2 separate regions of the Oryctolagus cuniculus genome follow, and region 1 is linked to region 2. Evidence: chromatin contacts called from public Micro-C data. All regions are on one chromosome and are shown on one strand. The core of a region is the stretch at or near the end of the contact, and the rest is flanking DNA. Distances in the headings are between cores, read along the strand shown. Region 1 holds the start of TBC1D9B (TBC1 domain family member 9B). Region 2 holds the start of RNF130 (ring finger protein 130).

The links. Hi-C and Micro-C count contacts between places; a contact is called where the count stands out from the background.
Region 1: a Micro-C map of ear pinna shows a contact between it and region 2, with 4 times the contacts expected there. The contact joins the promoter of TBC1D9B here to the promoter of RNF130 in region 2. A contact is called at or near these places in 3 of 6 Hi-C or Micro-C datasets (ear pinna, skin fibroblasts and an unstated tissue).

The regions. Positions count from the first base shown.
Region 1 is chr6:67,572,532-67,576,579 of mOryCun1.1, forward strand. It overlaps TBC1D9B (TBC1 domain family member 9B), which reads left to right and starts at 2,193. Exons shown (of 22, transcript XM_070076510.1): 1 at 2,193-2,407. The coding sequence starts at 2,290.
Region 2 is chr6:67,428,065-67,432,192 of mOryCun1.1, forward strand. RNF130 (ring finger protein 130) reads left to right here and starts at 1,254. Exons shown (of 8, transcript XM_008274990.4): 1 at 1,254-1,955. The coding sequence starts at 1,505.

The DNA.
Region 1 (4,048 bases), core at 943-3,442, 150 kb after region 2:
TTTTAATCTATACATAGATTTATTGCAATACATGTTTTGCATGTGTTATGGAAAACAATTACACCAAAAATTCCTTTGCACCAAAAGAAACTCATTTTTAATTTCCATTTTTCCATGAACACTCTGAAGTACCCTGTAGAACAGCATTTTATTTTATTTTTTTAAATTTTTTGACAGGCAGAATGGACAGTGAGAGAGAGAGACAGAAAGATCTTCCTTTGCCGTTGGGTCACCCTCCAATGGCAGCTGCGGCCGGCGCGCTGCGGCCGGCGCACCACACTGATCCGATGGCAGGAGCCAGGTACTTATCCTGGTCTCCCATGGGGTGCAGGGCCCAAGGACTTGGGCCATCCTCCACTGCACTCCCTGGCCACAGCAGAGAGCTGGCCTGGAAGAGGGGCAACCGGGACAGAATCCGGTGCCCCGACCGGGACTAGAACCTGGTGTGCCAGCGCCGCAAGGCGGAGGATTAGCTTAGTAAGCCACAGCGCCGGCCTATTTTTTTATTTTTTAAAGATTTATTTATTTTATTTGAAAGACAAAATACACAGAGGAGGAGAGGTAGAGAAAGAGAGAGAGGTCTTTCATCCGCTTGTTCACTCCCCAGTTGGCTGCAACAGCCAGAGCTGTGCCGATCCAAAGCCAGGAGCCAGGAATTTCTTCTGGGTCTCCCACCTGGGTGCAGGGTCCAAGCACTTCTACTGCTTTGCCAGGCCATAGCAGAGAGCTGGATTGGAAGTGGAGCAGCCAGGACTCAAACCGGCGTCCATATGGGATGCCGGCACTGCAGGCGGCGGTTTTACCCGCTATGCCACAGCACCTGCCCCAGCAGCATCTTACATAAGGGACTTGAGCTTCGGGAAATGTGGGGGGTGGGGGTCTTGGAAACAACCCCCCAGTGATAGTACTTCAAATTCTTTTTAAAAATTATTTTTTTATTTGAAAGAGAGCAAGCAGATACATCTCCCATGAGTTGTTTGCCTCCCAAAATGCCTGTGACAGCTGGGGCTAGGCTGGGCCAAACTAGAGCGTAAGAGCCAAGATCTCAACCCTGGTCTCCCATGCCAGTGGCGGCGACCCAGGTACTTAAGCCATGACCGGCTGCGACCCATGCTGTGCATTAGCAGGAAGCTGGAATGGAGAGTGGAGTTGGAATGGAACCCAGGCACTAGGATATGGGATTCAGGTGTCTCGGGCAGCAGTTCTAACTGCGGTGCCAAACACCAGCTCCTGCACTTCAAATTCTTGAGGGAAGATTTCTCTTTAGCCGGCACGATGAGTGATCAGTGTAAGCCTCCAAGGTGTTAAAGCAAACCATCTCCTGAGTCTGGAAAGCTGAAGCAGTCTCCAGCAACATGTCAGAGAACTGCATCCCTCACACTGAGATTCCCGGATGCCAATGACAGAATCCCACCTCCAAACAGCTCACACCTCCCAGGGTGAGCCTAAGGTGTCCCCTTCTCTCCGTCCCCCTGAGAGACGTCGGTGGGACAATATAGACTCACAGCTGTTGTCCCAGAGGGAGCTCACAGCCTCCTTTCATTCTCCATAGCCGAGTCCCCGCGGTCACGTTTGTTTTGCTTCCTGAACACAGCCGCCTGAGCCCCCGGGGGCAGGGACGGGAAGCTCGGTGCTTGGATTCTGCCCCCTACAGGCCAACACTGGCAGCGCAGGAACCCCGAGCCCAGCAGGGCCTGCGGCGCGACCCGCGCCTGCGCAGGAACCTCCCCAGCCGAGGCCAGACCCCAGCCCGAAGGGCAGCGAGACAGCTGGAGATAGGCTCAACCCTGGTCTCCCTTGTGTCAGACGAGGACCCTGCCTACCATGGGGCTTCCTGACAACCTGTCACTGGCTCTGAAGATCCTTCCAGTCTTAGCGCGAGGATTATCGCCAACTCTTATCCCTCCCCAGATGTCCGCACGCACGGACAAAAATACATCTCGAAACGCGATTTCTTTACAATTTCTCCTCAAACTCTCATAGGCCCGGCTGTCTGCACAACCGGTTCCCCTGGTCTGGGGACAGCCGTTCCGGTCAGCGGCCCGTGCCCGGGGCTGGACCGCGCCTCAGAGACGCGGAGGCCCGGAGCCAGAGGGGCGCGGAGGGGCGGGGAGAGGCTGCGCGCGCCGGCCGCCCGGGCCGCGTTCTGTGAGCTCCGGCGCCCGCCAGGGGGCGCCGCCCGGCCCCGCCCGCTCGTTCGCTCGGCTCCGGAGGCGGCGGCGGCGGCGGCGGCGGCTGTGGCGGACGCTTCCGCCTCGCGGGCCTCGGCCCGGAGCGAGCGGCGCCGCGATGTGGCTGGGCCCCGAGGAAGTGCTGGTGGCCAACGCGCTGTGGGTGACGGAGCGGGCCAACCCCTTCTTCGTGCTGCAGCGGCGCCGGGGCCACGGCAAGGGCGGCGGCCTCACGGGTGAGCGGCGCGGGCGGCCGGGCCTGTGGGGCCGGGGAGACGCGGGTGACGGCCGGGCGGGGCGCGGGGCGAAGAGGGGGCGCGGGCGGCCGAGCGGGCACGGCCGAGGACGACCGGCGGGAGGCGGCGCCGGGCTGAGGACCCGCCACGGCCTCCGGGGGCCGCCGCTGAGCCTGTGCAGCTTCCCGGAGTGGACTCCACAGCTGGAAGCCGGTTTTCCCGGTGCCCTTCCTCCGCCTCAGTTTCCCTAAGTGCCTCTGAGGCGTCGAGTGACACAAGCACAGGTCTTTTGTCCCTTCTTCATTGTCAGTCCTCTGAAGAGATCGGGAGCTGGCGCAGGCCCCAAGACCCCTTCCCTGTTTCATGCAGCCTGGAGCTGTTAACCAGGAGAGGGTGCTTGGGCCCCGTCACTCACAAGAGAGGAGCCTGGACACATAGCTGGATTGTGTGACAACCGGGCGGAACCCACCTCACACCCCCTCCACAGGTGGACCCAAGGCCCCTCAAGCTGCAGGGCCTGGGCACCCCAGGAGCAGAGCCATGTCAGGCCTGAGGGGAACACCAGGGTGTGGGCTCCCCTGGGTGCCAATTGTTAGCCTACAGGAATGCTGGCTCAGGGCTGCCACATCTTCCAGTTTTTCGATAGACTTTTCTGTGGAACATCCTGATTTTCAGTGTCACAGCTGATCTAATCCTGCCACATGCAAAGGCTTCCCACGGGTGACTTCTGCCACCAGCCTGTCTTGGGCCACACCTCTTAATGGAGAAGAGATTGTACCATTTCCAAGAAAACTCAGTGTTCCCTTCAACGCTTCTGGCACTCTCCCAGAGGGCCTCAGAGATCGGGCTAGTCCATGCTAGTCTCCTGGACTGAGCTGCGTAGTGGGGGTTAGACAGTGGCCCCTTTGGAGGATCCAGTGGTCAGCCTCAGAAGCTACTGAGCCCACTGAGGAAAGCAAGGTGCCTGATGTCCAGGATGTCCGGTTCCTTCTGTTAACACCAGCGCACCAGCATCGGATCTGGCTGGTGTGCTTCCAGTCCTAGATCACGTTTATGTAGGTCATCGCAGTTGATGGGAACCAAGAAGACCTCTTTTCTGCCTCCCTGCTCCATGTCTCCCCAAGATTGGCATCTGGAGTCTCCCTTGGAGCCAGATACAACTCCAGGGAACTACTCCTTGAACCCCTGCCACCTATCAAGGTTGAGTGCATCTTTCTGTAGCCTCTGCCATGGACTTGTGGCATCACGGACATCATGACCTCCCAGGCACTGTCAAACCGGCAGTGATGTGATTTTCTTCAAGCCATCATTTTTGATGTGCTCACGTGAACTTTTCATTAGAGTCAGTGTGATGAGATAGTTGGCCTATTTGAAAGCATTCAGGTTGGGGCTGGTGCTGTGGCGTAATGGGTAAAGCCACAGCCTGAAGTGCCGCATTTCATATGGGTGCCCATTTGAGTCTCAGCTGCTCCACTTCCAATCCAGATCCCTGCTAATACTCCTGGGAATCCAGCAGAAGATGTCCCGGGTCCTTGGGCCCCTGCACCTATGTTGGCAACCCAGATAAAACTCCTGGCTCCAGGCTTCGGCCTGGCCCAGCCCTGGCCATTGTGGCCATTTGAGGAATGAACCAGTAGATGG
Region 2 (4,128 bases), core at 4-2,503:
ATTCCTTGTTCTGTAAGGCAGGCCCCGGTAGAGACAGGCCAGATCATAGCCTTCTTTAAATGCTGGCCCAGGGTGGGGGCACAACTGCTTTGGTCCTGGGATGGTACTTTCTGGAGAAAAATGAGTAAGTAAGTGCTACTCCAGAGGCCAGAGCATGGTCTAAGCAGGCCCAGGTAGGGGGAATGGAACGCCAGGAATCAGACGGGGGAATGGGCTGACAGGACTGCACCAAGGAGGGGCACCAGTGTGCGTCCCATGTTTTCCACCAGCCCTGCATTCACAGCCTCTTCCTGGAGGCAGTGGTTCGGTTTTCTTTCGGCAAGTGCCTGCCCTGCAGGATTCTTAGCACCGGTCCTCTGATAGGGGATGCCTGTGTCCCAGGGGGTGACTTAATCCACCAGCCCCAGAACAGAGCGCCCCATTAACAGACAACGTGTGTGTATCTCTGTGTGTGTGTGCGCACGTGTGTATGGAAGTGGGGGTGGTGTGAGCGTTTGGGAGGTTGAAGGTGGGTCTCAGTATCTGTCAGTTCAGCATCAGTGCATTCAACCAACCCTCGGAACCAAAATATTAAAAAGAAACTGCATCTGTGCTAGATATGGACGGTCATTTTTGCTTGTCATTATTCCATAACAATACCATATAGCAATTTTTATATAGCATTTACATTGTATGGGTATTAGAAATAACTCAGAGATTTCACATACGGGTTGGGAGTGTGTAGGTTATATGCAAATACTGCACCGTTTTACTGGAGGGAGCTGAGCAAGCAGGATTTGGGGGAGGGCATTGGGGGTTGTCCTAAAACCAAGCCCCTAGGGAAGACTGTCCATCTTATTCTCACCCGGGGCTCTCGCAGGTTTTCTTCTGGTCTCTGGAAGTCCTTCCAGACCATTCAGCTGCCCCTGCAGTTCCAGGTCTAGTAGGCGCCCACACTCAGTTTCACGCTCTCACCCATGATACTGATTACTCCACTTGCACAGTCAAATCTAATTTTTTATTTAAAAAAATTTAAAGCTTCAGCTTTCTTCTTGTGCATTCTGGCCTCGGATTTGTCCCCAAGCCTTGTAAGGCACCCAGGTTCCGGGCCCCAAGGCTACCGTGCCTGACGGACAAACTGGTTCAACGATGGCTCCATGGCGCCACGGCATCCTCCAGTCCGCGTGCGGGCGGGCGGGAGCGGACAAGGTCTGGCGCGCATGCGCGGGGGCGGGGCTGCGCCTCGGGCCTGCGCGTTGCCGCCAGACAGGCGGGGGCGGGGCGGAGAGGCGGCGGGCGCGCGCCAGAGGCGGTCGCGGGGCCAACCTGACTTTGTTCCCCCTTGTCCCTTCTTCGGGCGCACCCTCCTGGAGGCGCCCCTCCCCACCCCCGCCGCGTGCTCACAGGCGCTCCCTCCCGGCGAACCCGGCCCGTGGGCATGGGGGTAGTCCGCCCCCTCAGTCCTCGAGGGGCTCCGAGGAGCCCGCCGCGCGCTCCCTGACGTACTGTCCTCGCCGAAGAGTCCATGGGCGCGCCCTCGCAGGCCGGTCGCGGACGTGAGGGCGCTGGGCCGCGCGGCCGCGGAGCCGAGGAGAGCCGTTCTCGTGACCGGCGCCGCGCAGGCCGCGCGCGCGCGTCCCCGCCGCAACCCCGGCCGCGCCCGCCCCGCCTCTCGCCGCCGGCCCGGGAGCCCGGTCCGCGAGTGGCGGCGGCGGCGGCCGGAGGGACGATGAGCGGCACGGCGCGGGCGGGCCCGGCCCGGCTCGCCGCGCTCGCGCTGCTGACCTGCGGCCTGTGGCCGGCGCGGGCGGACAACGCGAGCCAGGAGTACTACACGGCGCTCATCAACGTGACGGTGCAGGAGCCCGGCCGCGGCGCCCCGCTCACGTTCCGCATCGACCGCGGGCGCTACGGGCTCGATTCGCCCAAGGCCGAGGTCCGCGGCCAGGTGCTGGCGCCGCTGCCTCTCCACGGAGGTGAGTGCCGGCCTGGGGAGAGGCCCAGCGGGCTGGGGGCCCGGACCCTGGTACCCGCGGTCCCCCTCGCGTCCGCTTGGGGTCCGGGTCTCCGTGGGCAGATCCCGGCCTTTTGGCGGGGCGTGGGGGAGGGATGAAGCTCCGAGGCATGATTGGGTTTTTCCCTTTCTTTGTGAAAAGCCTCAGAGCGTTCTTTTTCCGCCCGGTAGCTTGTTTACTGCAGGGCATTGAACTGCGAGTTTGCAGGGGCAGGCAGCGAGACAAAGGAGGTGGTGCAAGAGCGCAAAACTCCTTGGTGGTGGTGGTGGTGAGGTCTTAACCTGTGTTTCCCTGTGGCCAGGTCTGTCCCCCTCAGTCCCCCAAAGCGCGGACTTGGCGCTGCTTTGGCTCGCGAAGGATGGAGCCTTTTTCTAACGCACGCATCTGCCGTTTTACCCGCGTGCCCGGCGAGCAGGGGGTGGAAGAGGAAGATGGGCATCGTCCCTGTTGCTCTTGGCTCTTGCTCTGCCCTGGAGCCGTGCTGTAATTGCACGCCGGAACGTTTAACACCGCGCAGGACCCGCCCCAGGTGCAGCTGGTGGCCAAGTCCCGGTGCCATCCAGGGGGAAGGGGTGAAATGTTGAATTGTCTTGGAAGCCGTTTGGCTGGCCCTCCTAGTTCCCTATAAACGTGGGCTCTGCTGAACTATTTAGTGTGAAGTCTATTTGTTGAAGTGTCTGGGCGCTTTTTAAAGGCCGTATTTTGCACATCCTGGAGGGATTTTTCTGGTGGGTGGTCCGCTGGCAACTTTTGGAGAAATGTCCACTGGCTTCTTCACCCCCACCCCCACCGTCACCCTGAGAATACTGACAGGGGATTCAAAGCAAAAAACACTGCTTTTCATGTGAAGATGACCTGAAGTAGGCAGTCTAAATGAGGTGAGGGTGTTTGTTTTTATAGACTGAATGCTGGAGCATCGTGCCCCTCTGAGATCTGCGTGTGTATGTGTGTGTGTGTGTGCACCCGTGTGCGCTCTAAATTTCTGGAGGCTGTGGGGCTGGGAAGAAGAATCGAAGAATCGAGGAAAGCTTTTTTTTTTTTTTTTTTTTTTTTTTTTTTTTTTTTTTGTAGTCCCTCAGCTTGAAGTGGGCTTTTACAGTTCTTTATACACCAACAGGTAGATGCTTCCCGTGTGTTTCTCATCCCTACTTTGTTAAAAAATGGCTTTTAGGATCCCAGCTTGGCTACAGAAGCTCCCTTTGTCTCTGGTTCATTCAGTAAATGTTTGCGTGGTCTGTGCCAGTCTCTCGGGTTGGGGCACATAATGTTGCCAAACGGTGGCACTAACAATGGGAGCCTATTTTCTGGTGGGGAGAACCGTGAGGGTCACGTGGAAGGGAGGGAGGAAGAGGAAGAGGCAAGCTGTGGAGCAAGAGCTGGCCCCGCACAGTGTTTTGAAATCTGTGGTTTGTCTTTGGCGCTCGGTTCCCGTGGGCCCCACAAGGCCCTCGCTTTAAAATCTGCTCCACGGTTGTCCATGTGCTGAAACTACTCGTTGCCTTCCTGTCACCTTTCTGTCACCCCAGACAAAAGCCCCATCCTTGAGAGAGCTTGTTGTAGGCGCTCCACTAGGGCATGTGTGGACAAGGTTAGTCCACCCCTCTCACTGGAGAAGCACTGTGGACGCTTTGAAGATTCCTGGTCAGACCTGTGTTGAAGGTGTGTGGCATGACATGACACCTCCGAAGTGGTTCTGTCATGCCTCAGTACCTACCTCGTAAGGCTGTTGAGAGGTTTAAATGGTTCCTGAATTTCTTTTTTTTTTTTTTTAAGATTTATTTATTTACTTGAAGGGAAGAGTGACACAGAGAAAAGTGGAGGAGGGGATTGATTTTCCATCTGCTGGTACACTCCTCAAATGCCCACAGCAGCCAAGAGCTGTTAACCCGACTGAGTCTCTGAATTCATGGGGTTAGACATGGCAGCACTGAACCAGCCTGGGCAGTGTGAGAAGACTGAATGAGATCAGGTCCTCTAAATTTCTGCCTTCTCTCCCTTCCCTTGATTCTCTAGGGGAGACTCTCCATGCCTCATGAGATTGCTCCAGGTTTTCTCATGGTGTAGTGGTGGTGACCCCACAGGTAGTTTGAGTCTGGCTTTGTACCAAGGGGTCTTTGTTCTTGCAACCCAACAA